Linked DNA regions of Rattus norvegicus: region 2 is linked to region 1. A link is a contact called in public Hi-C data. All regions are on one chromosome and are shown on one strand. The core of a region is the stretch at or near the end of the contact, and the rest is flanking DNA. Distances in the headings are between cores, read along the strand shown. Region 1 has its middle 17 kb from the start of Cyb5r3. Region 2 overlaps LOC120093699 (a long non-coding RNA gene).

Region 1 (3,780 bases), core at 499-2,998:
GGGCCATCTCCAGAAGTCTCGCTCGCATGCCTTAGCTTCTCCTAGATGGCTTTGACATGTACATGTTTGTGTTTCTTTCTTTCTTTTTTTTTTTTTTCTTTTCTTTTTTTCGGAGCTGGGGACCGAACCCAGGGCTTTCGCTTGCTAGGCAAGCGCTCTACCACTGAGCCAAATCCCCAACCCCCATGTTTGTGTTTCTTGAGACAGGGTTTCTCTGTGTAGTCCTGGCTGTCCTAGAACTCACTTTGTAGACCAGGTTGAATTCGAACAAACAGAAATCCACCTGCCTCTGCCGCCTGAGTACTGGGATTGAAGGTAGGCATTGCCATCCCCAACGCACTGCCCAGTCCTTTCATTTTGGGGTGTATCTCCCCGTGATGCTCCTTGTTGGGAGCTACAGTGAGCAACACTGAGAGAGCCCCCACTATAAAGTGTCAGCCAGCCGTGGGGGACACCTGTGCCATGTTGTGAGGCTCAGTTAGAGCATCTGGGAAACAAGGCTATCAGCTGTGCCCTGCTGGGAGCCTGGGAGCCAACCAGCTCTGAGTATTGAGCTGCCCTTCGCCCCTTCCCCTTGCTGACCTTGGCTCCACTGCAATATTGTGCACCAGCTGAGCTCTATCCCAATGGAATCTGCTGGTATCCCTGTTGAAAGTTGAAAGGCAGCTGGAGGTCTCTGATAAATTTCTCTCTGCTGATGAAACGAGCAAGTCCAAGCCAAGTATAAAGGCAGGTTTATTGGGGACCAACCATACAGGAGGAGGGTCAGTGAAGTCACCATGGAGTGGGACATTGAGGTAGGGGGAAGAGAAGGAGAGAGAAAGCATGTGAGCAGAGAGAGGAGAGAAGCAGAGATAGGGAGGGAGGGAGGGAGGGAGGGAGGGAGGGAGGGAGGGAGGGAGGGAGGGAAGCCTGACCCCTGGGCTGTAAAGTTCAGGGCAGAGGGTGGGGTATACCAGTCATGCCCTATAACAGGTAGGGGCTGAGGGATGCTGGGAGACCCTAGGGGTAAGGACCACTCTGGTATGTAAAATATGCACCAAAGCTCTTTGTCCTGGATCTGAATCCCAACATCACCCGAGAGAGGCTGTGTTATTTTGAGATAAGGTCTCACTAAATTTACATGGGCTGGCCTTGAACTTGAGACACTCCTGCCCTCGGCCTCCTTTGTAGCTGGAATTGTGACCCTGTGCCCCCAGGTCTGACCGTACCTCAGCTTGCTTTAACTTGTGGAAATGAACAAGTGTTCCTCATGACTGTTGGGGAGGACCCCAGGGTCTCGATGGCTGGCTAGTCCCCCAGATTGCCTCCTCACGTGGTGGGAAAAGACTAGCCTCACTGCACTGAGGAAACCCTAATAAAGTGAAAGAACCTCAGCCATGCAAATCCTTTCTGTAAAAGTGGCAATGCCACACCCGAAGCCCGACCAATGGAACAGCACACATGGCACAGATGCTCTCTGTCTTCTGGGGGTTTTGTTTGTTTTGCTTTGTTTAAGACAGTGTCTCCCTATGTAGTCCTGACTGGAATGTGCCTCCCAAGTGCTGAAATTAAAGGTGTGGGCCACAGTGCCAGTGACCTTTGATAAATATCCCTTACTCAAGAGGGGAGCTCTGCTGTTCCTCACTGAGGTTCAGTCTATGCCCAACTGGCTAATTTAGAAATCTAGAAGAGAGAGAGAGCAGAAAACCTCAGGATTAGCAATGTTGGATGTGTAACCATTTCAGGAATTCCAGGAACCTGATTACACCTGGTCAGACAAGCTTATGTAACAAAGTTCTAACAAGAGGACCTGCGGCAGTGGGGGAGGGAGGCTCTCCTATTTCTGAAAAATGTGACTTGCTGCCCTTTTCCTGGGAACCCTGGAATGAACCTGGCCAGAGTCCATCATCCTGGCCAGTATTTAATTAAAGCTTGCCTCAAACTGGCTTAAAAATTGTAGATCGGGCTGAAGAGGTAGCTCAGTGGTTAAGAGCACTGGCTGGGGCTGGAGAGATGGCTCAACCGTTAAAAGCACTGACTGCTCTTCCAGAGGTCCTGAGTTCAATTCCCAGCAACCACATGGTGGCTCACAACCATCTGTAATGGGATCTGATGCCCTCTTCTGGTGTGGATGAGGACAGCTATAGTTTACTTATATAAATAAAATAAATAAATCTTAAAAAAAAAAAATCATAGTCAGTCTTTCTCTTTGCGATTCTCAGACCTAACAGTAGCCTTTGTAGTTACCTTGGCTCCCCAAATAGGAGCTCAAATTCATGCCTTAAGACCCCAAACGTGGGGTTGGGGATTTAGCTCAGTGGTAGAGCGCTTACCTAGGAAGCGCAAGGCCCTGGGTTCGGTCCCCAGCTCCAAAAAAAAAGAACCAAAAAAAAAAAAAAAAAAGAAGACCCCAAACACAGAGGCTTTTGGGGAGTAACTATTAACCAATCATTTTGGTCAGCTGACCTTCAAAATTTTGTCTTGAGATTTATTCTATTTTATGAGTTGTTAATCTCAAAGTGCACTATTACCAATGAAGACTGGGAGGCCAGATGCTGGGGTGAAAGCCTGCTAGCCCAGAGAGGCAGAGAAAGCACCCAGCTGACCTTCCTCCTCGGCTGACCAAATCACCCACAACGCAGGAAGTGCTAGAGGGCATTCATATCTTCACTCCCCTAAACAAGTTTGTCTAACCCAAGTGCCCAGATGTGTTTGATTGGATGTAGGTGGGAGGTACACAGGCAAAAGATACCTCAGGATACCTGCCTGCCCCTGATTAGGCCTGATGGGAAGTATGGTGGCCTTATGCTTTTGCCTGTTTTACCTCTGCAAAGTGTGTGACTTGTTTTCCTACGTTCACTGGCCATCAACTGGCTGCTTGCTCTGCCTCTTGACCTATGGTTGACTTTATTTAATCCTGTTCCAGTGAACAGGAGGCTCTTGGATTAAAGGTGTGAACCTCACCACAACTAGAAACAGGTCTTTTCCAGATTTCACTATCCCACAGTGTGATCAAATATTCTGCAGCGTATGTGTGTGACCATTTTGCCTGCAGAGGCCAGAAGATGGCTGTCAGACAGTAGGTGCTGGAAATTGAACCCAGGCCCTCTTCAAGAGCTGTGGTTTCAACTGCTCAACCATCTCTCTAGCCTCAACCTGCGGGTGTCTTTTGTTGTTACTGTTTTCGGGCAGGGTCTCATTTACTATGTACGCCAGGCTGGCCACAGAGAACAGCCTGCCTCTGCCTTCCCAGTACTGGGATTAAAGGTGTGCACCACCACCCCTGGCCTGGTAAGAGGTATAAATAAATAATGTATTTATTTACTTACTTCATGTATGAGCTTGTGCCTATGGAGGAAAGAAGAAGGGAAGGAGGAGGAGGCAGGAGGAGGAGGAGGAGGAGGAGGAAGAAGAGGAGGAAGAGGAGGAGGAGGAGGAGGAGGAAGAGGAGGAAGAGGAAGAGGCAGCCAGATATGGGAGCTTGGAACAAACTCCAGTCTTTGGGTCTTCGGGTCTTCTAGAACAGCACATGCTCTTAACAGCACAGGCTCTCTGCAGCCCAACTTGCCTAGGTGAAGGTTTTCCCACAGGACTCCATTCAGCCCCTCCATTCAGCTACAATGCTTCTTTGTGTTCTCCTGTTTCCCAGATTGAATAACAGCTTGATGTTTGAATTGCAAGAGAGGATTTGGCCAGCAAAAAGCAGTTGGGGAACAAAAGCCCTTGCTACTGTGAGGCAAAGGAGAAAAGGGGAGCTCTGCAGAAGGACAGGGGTCCAGGTTCCCTCTGGGCACAGAG
Region 2 (4,029 bases), core at 856-3,355, 270 kb before region 1:
GCTGTGTGACTGCAAACTAGTTACTGAGCCTCTCTGAGCTTTAGCCTTCTCATCTGCCAGGAAGTTAAACTGTGCCCTCTTACCTCACATGGCTGAGGAAAGGAAGATGCTGGGTTAAAAAAAATTCTAGAGCAGCATTTACAAACACTTGCTGTAGTGTGTGCATGTGTGTATGTGTGCGCGTGTGCGCGTACGTGTGCCTGTGCTCTAGGCCAGAGCAGCAGGGATGAGGGTGCTCCATCCGTTCCAATGCGGGCTGTCTGGGGTGGCTTCCAGTTGGAGCTGCTTTTCAAGCTGTGCTCTGCATAACAGCGAATGGACAGAAGCAGGAGAATGGGGAATGGCTTGAGATCATTTCACAAAGACGGTGAGGGGCGGACGTTGGAAGATGCCTGGTGAAGAAGTCTTACCCTTGCTGTAGGCGCTAGGCAGCCATTGGATGTTTTCGAGGAGCAAGAGTTGGTGTTCTTAGAGAAGCAGGGAGGGTGATCCTGAGCTTGCCTCTCAGTGAAGGTAGCTGGGAGCTGAGGGTATGGGAAGGGAGTCCACTGAGGAAGATGAAGATGTAGGAGAGAGTAGGGAGCTGTCCTCTGCTGGCCAGCAGAGGGCAGGAGTGGGAAAGGGGTTGGCACCTTCTAAGAAAGGACTTTCTCAAAGGGACTGCCCATGCAGAGGTCATTTGCTCAGGGTTATAAAGCAATCCTGTTTCAGGGTAACAACCTAATAATGGGGAAGTCACCAGCCCTTCCAGTTTCGGATCTTCTAATCAAGGTGAAACCAGAAACTGCCAGAGTGACTCGAATGGAGGTCTAGGGTGAGTGTGGCGGCTGGTGCCTGCCTGGGACCCCAGCCACCCTACAAGTGAGGACAGAAAGGTCAAGGTCATTCATCCTTAACTCTTATAGCAAGCTTGAACAAAGCAGTCTATAGGGATATGGGCTTATAGGACTTCGCCAGCGAGCAGAAGGGCGGAGCTTGGAGGTTTTTTGTTTTTGTTTGTTTGTTTGTTGTCCTTTGGTTTTCAGGGTTCATTTGTTTTCATTTTGTCAGCAATGACAATGGTCTTCACTACTTAGCCCAGCTGTGGACAAGCAGCGAGGTCTTTGCTTCCGAGACTCTGGGGTCAAGTGGACAGGCGGAAGGGGAGGGAGGAGCCCGTGCCTGCCGCTGAGGGCTCAGGGCGTGATGCTGTGCAAGGTGGTCTGGAAGAGCTGACTGTTGGGTGCAGGTGACTCCTCCCTGTCTAGAAAGGGCATGTGCTCCCCAGGGTCAGAACCACTCCAGGATCTCACAGGCAGGACTAGGTTAGAGCCTGGTCCGTTTCAGAAGGAAGTCTGCAGAGCTGTGGCTAGAGCCGCAGCCGCTCGGTACCTCCCTGGTCCTCATCTGGACCATCGGTCAGGTCAGTAACTTCCGAGGCTCCTTATGTTACTCCATCCTGTGGATGTCAGAGACGCCTCTCCCATCTGCAAGCTGGCTTACAGTCCATCACTCAGGGAAGTCAAGCCAGGAGCTCAAAGGGGACAGGAAACTGGAGGCAGGAGCTGATGCAGAGGTCATGAATGAGTGCTGCTTACTGGACTGGCTTGGTCATAATGCCTTGCTCAGCCTGCTTCTTATAAAACCCAGAACTGCCTGCCCCCGGGGTGGCACCACTCACAGTGGGCTGGGCCCTCCCCCATTGCCAGCACACAGTAGACGTTAGATGAATGTGCCTTTCGGGAGGAATCTCTGCCACCTTCATGCTTCCCATGTCAATCTGGCCTCTCTGAGCCTGTTTCCTTGGGGAGGGTCAGTGACATGAGAGTGACAGTCATTCCTGCCTGCCACCTAGGTAGGAGCAGTGGCTGAACCTGAACACTTGGGCCTGGGCCCAGGGTTTGCTGCCTCGCAGCTATTCTTAGCAGAGAATATGACACACCTGCTGGTAGGAGCTGCCCTCTCCTTTCCTTTCCCATTGTCCCCTGGGCAGGCTGTTTCCAAACCCTGCCCAAGGCCCTTTGCTAATAAAGAACAGCCGGTATGGTATGCCAAGGGAGGGTGTGCCCTGTGCTGGGAGAGCCCTGGGCTTGGTGAGGGCTGAGTCATAGCCATAAAGCTAGGGGTGTGTCCTGCCCCGGTGACACCAGACACCCACATCCGGCAGGGAGAGGGCTGTGTCTCCTGCCTCACCTCTAAGGGAGCTCAAACAGAAAGGCTTTGAGAGCCACAAGAAGCAGGGAGACAAGTGGAAATTTTTGCCCAGCAGCTGCCTGGGCTTAGGAGCATCAGGTCACAGCCCACATATGGCCTGGCCGGTTACTTGGACTAGAGTGACATTCCCAGTTGCAGATACACTTGTAGCACGCCCCTCCACCATGTTCCTGGCACTCCGTGATGTGATCCCCTGTCTCAAAGCCGCAGCCCACACTGATCATCTATCTTCCTGGAGTGTTCTTCCCTTCCCTACAGAATCCTCCTATGCCCTAAGACCCGATTAAAGCGCACCTTGCTGCTGAGGCTTTCTGCTGTTGTCTGTCAAGGTGTCATGCCTAGACCTACCATTTCAGTCACGCCAGTGTCCAGACCAGACTTGTCTTTCTGTCACGTTTCTCTCTTGCCAAATAGACCATCCATCTTTCCCTACCCAAGCTTAAAGAGTTTTACTGGATTATTATTTTGTATTATGTTATGTAGCGTGTACGTGTATGTGTATATATGTGTGTATGTGTGTGTATGTGGTGTATATATGTGTGTATGATGTGTGTATATGAATGTGTTATGTGTATGTGTATATGTGTGTATGATGTGTGTTGTGTGTTATGTGTATGTTGTGTGTGTATGTGTATATGTGTGTGTATGATGTGTGTTGTGTGTGTTATGTGTATGTGTATATGTGTGTGTATGATGTGTGTTGTGTGTGTTATGTGTATGTTGTGTATGTGTGTGTGTATGATGTGTGTTGTGTGGTTATGTGTATGTGTATATGTGTGTGTGTATGATGTGTGTTGTGTGTGTTATGTGTATGTTATGTGTGTATGTGTATGTTTTTTGTTTTTGTTTTTTTTTTCGGAGCTGGGGACTGAACCCAGGGCCTTGCGCTTGCTAGGCAAGCGCTCTACCACTGAGCGCTCTACCACTGAGCTAAATCCCCAACCCCGTGTATGTGTATGTTATGTGTGTGTTATGTGTATGTTGTATGTATGTGTATGTGTATGTTATGTGTGTTGTGTGTTATGTGTATGTTGTATGTGTGTGTGGATGTATATGTTATGTGTTTAGTATGTGTATGTTATGTGTGTTGTGTGTTATGTGTATGTTGTATGTGTGTGTGGATGTATATGTTATGTGTGTGTGTGGTTAGAGGACAACTTTCTTTTTTTTTTTTTTTTTTTTTTTGGTTCTTTTTTTCGGAGCTGGGGACCGAACCCAGGGCCTTGCGCTTCCTAGGCAAGCGCTCTACCACTGAGCTAAATCCCCAACCCCAGAGGATAACTTTCAATGTTAGTTCTTTCCTTCCTCTGTGGCTTCCTGAGAACAAATCCAGGTCGCCAAGGCTTGCACAGTGTCTTAGGGTTCTATTGCTGCAATGAAACACCATGACCAAAAGGAAGTTAGGGAGGAAAGGATCATCGAAGGAAGTCAGGTCAGGAGCTTAAGCAGGGCAGGAACCTGGAGGTACGAGCTGAGGCAAAGGGGTGCTGCTTACTGGCTTGCTCAGCCTGTTTTCTTATGGCACCCAGGACCACCAGCCCCCATCAATCACTAATTAAGGAAATGCCCTACAGCTGGATCTCATGGAGGTATTTTTCTCGGTTGAGGTTCCCTCCCCTCATATGACTTTAGCAGGTGTCAAATTGAATAAAACTCACTAGCACACACAGTAGCTTTTACCCACTGGACTATCTTGTTGGCCCATCTTAGGATTTTTGGTTTGTTGGTTTGGTTTTTGGGATTTTGTTTTTGAGACAGGCGCTTACATAGCTCAGAGTAGTTTCGAACTTATTCTGTGGCTAAGGGTGACTTTGGACTCCTTTTGTTCCTACCTTT

What was found. Hi-C and Micro-C count contacts between places; a contact is called where the count stands out from the background.
Region 2: a contact with region 1 is called in a Hi-C map of kidney, with 4 times the contacts expected there. The contact joins two enhancer-like sites. A contact is called at or near these places in 4 of 12 Hi-C or Micro-C datasets (the A7r5 cell line, Schwann cells, kidney and 1 more).

Annotation. Positions count from the first base shown.
Region 1 is chr7:116,219,114-116,222,893 of GRCr8, reverse strand. No RefSeq gene overlaps it. Among named protein-coding and RNA genes, the nearest start is that of Cyb5r3, 17 kb to the right of the region's middle. Within about 2 kb of position 1,748, at least 2 of the 93 cell types and tissues checked have an H3K27ac peak or open chromatin away from gene starts, as enhancers often do. A contact at or near this core is called in kidney, where this site is marked.
Region 2 is chr7:116,487,852-116,491,880 of GRCr8, reverse strand. LOC120093699 (a long non-coding RNA gene) reads right to left here. Exons shown (of 2, transcript XR_005487277.2): 2 at 3,352-4,029. Among named protein-coding and RNA genes, the nearest start is that of Ttll1, 39 kb to the left of the region's middle. Within about 2 kb of position 2,105, at least 27 of the 93 cell types and tissues checked have an H3K27ac peak or open chromatin away from gene starts, as enhancers often do. A contact at or near this core is called in kidney, where this site is marked.